Linked DNA regions of Sus scrofa: region 1 is linked to region 2. The links are chromatin contacts, called in public Hi-C maps. All regions are on one chromosome and are shown on one strand. The core of a region is the stretch at or near the end of the contact, and the rest is flanking DNA. Distances in the headings are between cores, read along the strand shown. Region 1 holds the start of NDUFAF1 (complex I intermediate-associated protein 30, mitochondrial). Region 2 holds the start of ITPKA (inositol-trisphosphate 3-kinase A).

Region 1 (3,999 bases), core at 473-2,972, 91 kb after region 2:
ATTCAACTCCTAGCCTGCGAACCTCCAAATGCCGCGAATGCGGCCCTGAAAAGCAAAAAAAAAGAAAGAAAGAAATGAATAAGTGGCCACTAAGCACCAGCTTTGGAGGAAGAATGAAAGCTTGCATCTATCTTGATCCCTATCTGCGGCCCTATTTTCCACTCCCAAACTGTAAAACCACCTCCTAGTCTCTGCGAACGGAGGACACAGTTTTTAAGGCATTAGTCTGCTGTGGCTTCCTTTGCAGTGCCAAAGCAATAAAGCTATTTTTTTTAATCTATTTTGCATGCCCCCTCCCCCCAAAAAAAGAAAAAAAATGGGAGGCGTTCCTTGGTGTCCTAGAAGGATTCACTATTATCACTGCTAATAGTTGCTTGGGTTCAATCCTGGCCCTGGAATTTCTGCATGGGGTGTGCGGCGGGGCAGCCAGGCCAAAAAAAAAGAAAAGAAAAGAAAAGAAAATGTATGTTGGTGTTTAGAGGAACATATTTTGGATTGTTTGCGTGTAACTCATGTCTGTGACTAGAAAAGAGGAAGGCACAGGCTGGGCTTAGGAGACAAACCCACATTTAAGGTTGTGGGAGTACAGAGTAAAGTAAGCAGCTAGAAAAAGCTCAAGGACAAGTTCCCATAGTGGTTTTGATCCCTGGTCTTACTCAGTGGTTTAAGGATGAAATGAATCCGATTAGGAACCATGAGGTTGTGGGTTCGATTCCTGGCCTCGCTCAGTGGGTTAAGGATCCCACTTTGCCGTGGCTCGGATCTGGCATTGCTGTGCCTCTGGCATAGGCTGGCAGGAACAGCTCCAATTTGACCCCTAGCCTGGGAACCTCCATATGCCGTGGGTGACAAAAAGACCAAAAAAAAAAAAAAAAAAAAAAAAAGTTCAAGGAGGTTGCAGAGCCAGGCAAGTGTAGTAGAATCCGGAGAAGTCAAAGAAAAATTTGAAGACAGAAAAGGTGTAGAGTGGAAAAGAGTGACAGAGGAAACTTGGAAAAGGCAATTGTATTTGGTGAGGACTTGGAAGGTACTCTGGAGAACGGTGTTAACAGCCAATGGTTACAATTCATTCGAATTCATGCTGAGGGCTTAATTCCTGCCAGCGTTATGTTAGGTGCTGGGGACAGGAAGAAGAGTACTTTCTGGACCCAAGAAGCTCACAGCATGGCGGAGGAAGTGAGAAGTGAATGAATAATTAAGATACAAGTGTTGAAAGTGCTTAAACAGAGGGGTGCGCAAGATACAATCGAAACCCTGGGGAGTGGGCGACCCCACGGGGCAGGATTGGGGAAGGGCAGGTAGGAGAGTTGGTGTTCAAGTTTCAGGTGGGTCTCCCAAGATTCTTTGGGGGTTAATTCCAGGAGAAGTAGCTCTCTGTGGCCGTGGACTGCTCTTGGGCTGCTCTGTGGCCGTGGACTGCTCTTGGGCTGCTGCTCTTGGGGGCCAAGGTTATTAGCAATATCTGGGTCCTACTTGAAAGATACAGGATGAAGTTTGCAGCATGAAGGCGGAAAGCAGGAAGGGGAGGCGAAAATTTTCTCTAAATTCTCCCCACTTTCTGACATAGGGCAGAAAAGATCAGGAAGGGCAGGAGGAGCGGGTCCTTTGGGAAGCTAGTCGACCATAACCCTCATTTCGCTAAGCTTCGGGATCTTTATTACTCTTCCCCCGACCTGCGTACCTGACCGGAACTCTAGTGTCATAAGGCCCAGTTTCCCTGCGGACTGGAAAAGCAGATGGACCTACACAGGAAAAGTGGAGTAGCCGGCGGGGAAAAGCCAGGAGCACAGCGGAGGTTCACTCTGGGGTGTCGCGAGGGAGGGCTGCAGCGTCGGGACTTGCGAGGGCGACACAGCCCTAGCAGGTGAGAAATGAAGGGGCCGTGACAATGTCCAGACCGCTCCCGGTCTTGGATCAGGAGCTAAACGCCGGGGCTCTTGGGGATAGGTTTGCCGCTTAGTAGTTGTATACCTCGGGTGATTTAGTCTTAGAGCCTCCATTTTCATCTTTGCAATTGGAATAGTAGCCCCTCTTTTGGTTGTTGTGAGGAGTTAAAGTACACCTAGAATAGTTTCTGACACGTGGTAAGCGCTGGACATACAGTCTTCAGTAAGATTGCTTGCTTTTAGCTTCATGGTTTATGCTGCCATGAAAACTCACCAGCTTCAGCCCAGGATCATCCAGTTAGTGATTTTGACTATGTTTATTGGTAAAAATATGAAACAAAATATTCATAACTAACGTTATATTATTAGAGAAGTAATAACACTACTGAGGGGTTGGAAAATAGGGTGAATAATGGTACTCATAATTCCATCACCCTGCACATGGCTGTAAGCCTTTTTTTAACCCCCAAATCTTTTTTGTTTGTACATTTACATTTTTATACTTATATCGTTACCGTATATGCTTTTTTTTTTTTCTTCCCCTTTTTCTTTTTTAGGGCTGCACCCGCAGCGAATGGAAGTTCCCAGGCTAGGGGTGGAACCCGAGCTACAGCTGCTGGCCTATGCAACAGCCATAGCAACACTAGATACTAGCCGAGTCTGTGACCTACACCACAGCTCACAGCAATGCTGGATCCTTAACCCACTGAGTGAGGCCAGGGATGGAACCTGAATCCTCATGTATCCTAGTAGGGTTTGTTAACTTCTGAGCCACCGAAGGGAACTCCAGTATACATGCATTTTTAATTCCTCATTATTTGTCACTCAGTAGTGTAGCCTAAGCATGGTGTTCATGAGAATCTTTTTTTTTTTGGTGTTTTTTTCTGCACCTGAAGCATGTAGCAGTTCCTGGGCTAGGAATGGAACCAAGCCACAGCAGACTGCAGTGACAACGGCCAGATCCTTAAGCTGCTGTGACATGGAGGAACTCTGAGAATCATTTTTTGATTGTACAAATTCCATTTTATCACTTATTTCCCAAATTTTTGTGTGTGGAGAGAGAAAATCATTTGAACAAGTCAGTAAGGGAAATTTAAGTATTACCTATGATTCCAAGACCTGAGGTCAACTCTTGTTATTTTTCCTGGTTCCCTGCAATTTTTGGTCCATTTGAAAACATACTGTTCACACATTTTCATTTGTTTATTTATTTTTGGGCCGCGGGTGCAGCATATGAAAGTTCCCAGGCTGGGGTGGAATCTGAGTTGCAGCTGCTGGCCTACACTACGCCCATAGCAATGCCAGATTCAAGCTGCGTCTGCAGCCTACACTACAGCTCTCAGCAACGCCAGATCCTTTCCCCATTAAACAAGGCCAGGCATTGAACCTGAGTCTTCATGGGTACTAGTTGGGTACCACTGAGCCACGATGAGAACACCCACATTTTCCTTTTATTTTAGCAAACATTGAGCATCAATTATGTTCAAGCCATAGTCAGTAAGCTTAAGGTCAGGTTAGTTAGGTAGACAGATAAAAGCAAGATCCTAATAGTATGTAAGGGCTGTGAGATGTATGCACAGTTTCTCATGAGAATATCAAGGAAGATCAATGTCAGTGTCCTCCAGTTAGAGGCCACTAGGAACATGCCTATAGTTGAACAAGTTGGGTTTACTATTCCTGTAGTTGTTACTGACCAAACTTGGGTCTGTTTGCCCCAGTGTAGTAAAGCCAATCTACTGACACTGGGTCGTGGTGAAGGCAAGTGCAGCATTTATTGCAGGCACCAAGAGTCCAGTACAGCCAGTGCTTAAAAGTTCAGAACTCCTAGAAGGCTTTCAGGGGAAGGTTTTAACTCCTGGAAGGCTTTCAGGGTATGTGATCAGCTGTGGACATTCTTCTGATTGGTTGGTAGCGAGGTAATCTGGAGTCAACATCATTAACCTGTCGCCAACCTATCTGGGGTCTACCTGCTTGTAGGCAGATAACTTCTACATGGTAGGGGTTTCGGTATCTGCAAAAACAGCTCAGAGGGCATGGCTCATAATATTATCTATAACCCTTGAGGAGGAACTAAAGGTCTTTGACTTTGTGTGGTTTTTTTTTTTTTTTTTTT
Region 2 (4,146 bases), core at 401-2,900:
GTCTCTGGGGCTTTTCTCCACCCGGGGCGCCTTCGGCACGGAATTCGAGGTCTCATCCCAGAGCGTGCGCCCAAGTCGGGACTCTGTTTTGGGAACGAGCTGAGGCTTCTCTCCCCACTTCTCAGCTGGCAGAATACAAGGTCAGGCGCTGTGGCTCTCTCCGCGTTTTCCTAACGGAATCCTGGGCAGCACCCCAGGCTGCTGGCTGGCGGGGGCTGAGCCCGTTTTCCTCCTTTCCCTTTGGAGTTCGGGGGTTGGGGTCTGCTTTGGGGCTGTAAGCAACTCGTTTCACCTCCTGGAACTGCTGACTCTCCTCAGCAGGCTTGTTGTCCACCACAGAGGATTGCTGTGAGAATAAAATGAAAGATGTGATGTCTCTAAAACGTTAGAATAGTTTTAGTTAGAATAATTTAGCCAGCCTCAGGTTCACCATGCTCCCTCCAGATGTGATTTTAGTCAGTCTCTTCACTCCTAAGTCCTGTTCTCCTGTAAATTTAGGAAAGCCCCACCTGATCCACGGAGTTGTAGCTGTGGAACTGGAAGAGGGTGTTCATGTTGACAAAGGGTCTCATACACCGCAAAAGCCTCATAAATGGCATTGTTGTGATGGGTGGTTGGCCACTAAGTATGTTAGTGGTCATTAGCTGCACTGCAAAGGCTACTTTGTGTAGAAAGTCAGTATTTCACAGCATTTCCTGTTTTCCCCAAAATGCCATGAGTGAAGATGCCTCACTAACTAGATGCCTGGTGCCTAGGGATTATTTATTGGGGGAATCCATGGGGAGACTGCCCTCAGAAAGATGGCCTCTGAGCTGATGAAGGCCAAAAGGAGGAGCTTTCCTTTCCTTATCTCCCTTCAGCCAGAATTCAAGGAGGGCCCAGGAGGAGAGAAAAGGAGAATTCAGAGAGAAAGTGGGAGCTTTCAGCAAAGAAGAAAAGAAGATCCCTGGGGGGAATTGATGAAGAAAGTAAAAGAGGAGGGAGGAGAAACTGAGGGAATGAAGGAGTGAGAGAAAGAAGGAATGTCTGAATACTGCAGTCCTCTGTGGAGACCCCGGGAGGCCACATGGCTACCTTCTCTGGGGCACAGAGGTCTGGAGGAGCCTGCGTGTCTTTGCAAAGACTATACTTCAGGGCTTGAAGGCCCAGAAACGTTCATCTCCTGCGCTCATTTTTTTCTCTCCTTCCCTTGGTTTGTGGTGAGAGCTGGGAAGATACTGCCCTCAGAGGCAGGGACTGAGGCAAACCCAAGGTGGGAGAGACAGCAAGGACCTCCCAGCACCAGAAAGGCGGGAAGGAAATCAAGAGGAGGGAATATGTACTGTGCACCTGTGTGCCAGTCAATGGTTGGGCAGTGTTGGAGGCACAAGTAGGCTGGGAGCTGGTGTCATCCTGGCTGTCATGAGAAAATTTGGGGCAGTTCCTTTTTCTTCTTGTATCAGGCAGTTGCCCAAGGGCAGCAACCAAAGAAGAGCTCTTTGCCGTACCTGCCCGAGTGTTCCTCACCAGAAAGGTAAGGGCAAATCTGGGAATGGGTATTGAAAGGAGAGCTAATTTCATGGATTGTAGAGTGGGAAGTAACTCTATTTTTTTTACTTTAAATTTTATTTAATTTATGGTTTTTTTGGCTGCATCCATGTCATGTGGAAGTTTCCAGGGCCAGGGGTCAAACCCACGCCACAGCAGTGTTCCAAGCTGCTATAGTGACAACACCACATCCTTAACATGCTACGCCACAAGAGAACTCCAATTTTATTTTAAATGATTTTTATTTTTTCCATTATAGCTGGTTTACAGTGTTCTGTCAATTTTCTACTGTACAGTAGGGTGACCCAGTCACACATGTATACGTATTCTTTTTCTCACATTATCCTCCATCATGCTCCATCATAAGTGACTAGAGATAGTTCTCAGTGCTATATAGCAGGATCTCATTGCTTATCCACTCCAAAGGCAATAGTTTGCCTCTGTTAACCCCAAATTCCCAGTTCATCCCACTCCCTCCCCCTCCCCTTGGCAACCACAAATCTGTTCTCCATGTCCATGATTTTCTTATCTGTGGAAAGGTTCATTTGTGCTGTATATTAGATTTCAGATGTAAGTGCTATCATATGATATTTGTCTTTCTCGTTCTGACATATTTCATTTAGTAAGAGAGCCTCTAGTTCCATCCATGTTGCTGCAAATGGCATTATTTTTTCTTTTTTATGACTGAGTAGTATTCCACTGTGTATATATACCACATCTTCTTAATCCATTCATCTGTTGATAGACATTTAGGTTGTTTCCATGTCTTGTCTGTTGTGAATTAGAGCTGCAATAAACATACGGGTGCATGTGTCTATTTCAAGGAAAGTTTTGTCCGGATATATGCCCAAAAGTGGGATTGCTGGGTCATATGGTAGTCTATATTGAGTTTTCTGAGGTGCCTCCATACTGTTTTCCATAGTGGTTGTACCTATTTATATTCCCACCAACAGTGTAGGAGGGTCAATTTTATTTAATATTGCAGTACAGTTGATTTACAATGTTGTGTTAGTTTCAGATGTACAGCAAAGTGATTCAGTTATACATATATCCATTCTTTTTCAGATTATTTTCTCATATAGGTTATCACAGAATATTGAGAGTATTGAGAATTCCCTGTGCTATATACAGTAGGTCCTTGCTGATTATCTATTTTATATATAGTAGAGTGTTTAATGTTAATCCCAAACTCCTAATTTATCCCTCCTACCCCCATTTCCCCTTTGGTAACCATAAGTTTGTTTTAGAAATCAATGAGTCTGTTTCTGTTCTGTAAATAAGTTTGTTTGTATCATGTTTTTTAGATTCCACATATAAGTGATATGTGATATTTGTCTTTGTCTGACCTACTTCGCTTAGTACAATAATCTCAAAGTCCATCCATGTTGCTGCAAATGGCATTATTTCATTCTTTTTATAGCTAAGCAATATTCCATTGTGTGTGTGTGTGTACACACACATGACATCTTCTTCATCCATTCCTCCGTCAATGGATGTTTAGGTTGCTTCCATGTCTTGGTAGGAAGTACCTTTAGATGCCCTATCATTCTCACAATACAGCAGAAGTAACAAAGAGGTTAAGTGATTCAGTCAAGAAGGATAAGGCACTTGTGCGAAGCCACACAACTAGTTGGCGAAAAAGCCAGAATGTGTCCTAACTTCTATTCCTCTGCTATGCTCAGTTTCTTTTTCTTTTTCTTTTTTCTTTTATTTTTGTCTTTTTGCCATTTCTTGGGCCGCTCCCACGGCACATGGAGGTTCCCAGGCTAGGGGTCGAATCGAGGCTGTAGCCGCCGGCCTACGCCAGAGCCACAGCAACGTGGGATCCGAGCTGTGTCTGCAACCCACACCACAGCTCACGGCAATGCCAGGGTCAGGGATCGAACCCGCAACCTCATGGTTCGCAGTCGGATTCGTTAACCACTGAGCCACGGGACTCCCATGCTCAGTTTCTTAAATTAACATCTTGTAGTTCAGTCCCTAGTTCCTTACCTAATGAAGGCAGAGTCTAGTTCCATCTACCATGGGCAGAAAGTGCAGGGCATAAACTAGGGCAGGGCTTAGGGTTCCAATATAGCTATAAGACAAGGTCAGAGGGTTCTCATGTCTTCTTAGTTTAGCCAGGAATGACCTTTCAAATCCCAGAATCTTGTTTTTGTGCCTCAGTTTCTGCAGTCCCTGAAGCTGAGTAGAGGGATGTGACTATAGAGGGGCATGGAAGATCAGATTGACTGTAGGTGGAGGAGCAGTTTTTTGTTTGTTTGTTTTGTTTTGTTTTGTTTTTGGCTTTTTAGGGTTACACTTGTGGCATAGGGAGGTTCCCAGACTAGGGGTCTAATTGGAGCTGTGGCTGCTGGCCTACAGCACAGCCTCAGCAACACAGGATCCGAGTGGAGTCTGTAACCTGTGCAACAGCTCAAGGCAACGCCAGATCCTTAACCCACTGAGCAAGGCCAGGGATCAAACCTGCATCCTCGTGAATGCTAGTCAGATTTGTTAACCGCTGAGCCAAAACAGGGTTGCGTGCTGCAAAAAATGGGGCAAAAACATGGTTTTGATGGTCATTAGCTGGTTGATCTAAGATGGGCCATGAGAGTTCCTCTGCCTTATTCATGAGGT

Evidence for each region. A called contact is a pair of places that touch in the nucleus more often than the background predicts.
Region 1: a Hi-C map of embryonic fibroblasts shows a contact between it and region 2, with 2.7 times the contacts expected there. The contact joins the promoter of NDUFAF1 here to the promoter of ITPKA in region 2. A contact is called at or near these places in 1 of 5 promoter capture datasets (liver) and 2 of 47 Hi-C or Micro-C datasets (embryonic fibroblasts and liver).

What each region holds. Positions count from the first base shown.
Region 1 is chr1:129,966,758-129,970,756 of Sscrofa11.1, forward strand. It overlaps NDUFAF1 (complex I intermediate-associated protein 30, mitochondrial), which reads left to right and starts at 1,723. Exons shown (of 5, transcript XM_021097468.1): 1 at 1,723-1,864.
Region 2 is chr1:129,876,112-129,880,257 of Sscrofa11.1, forward strand. ITPKA (inositol-trisphosphate 3-kinase A) reads right to left here and starts at 1,651. Exons shown (of 10, transcript XM_021097438.1): 1 at 1-1,651.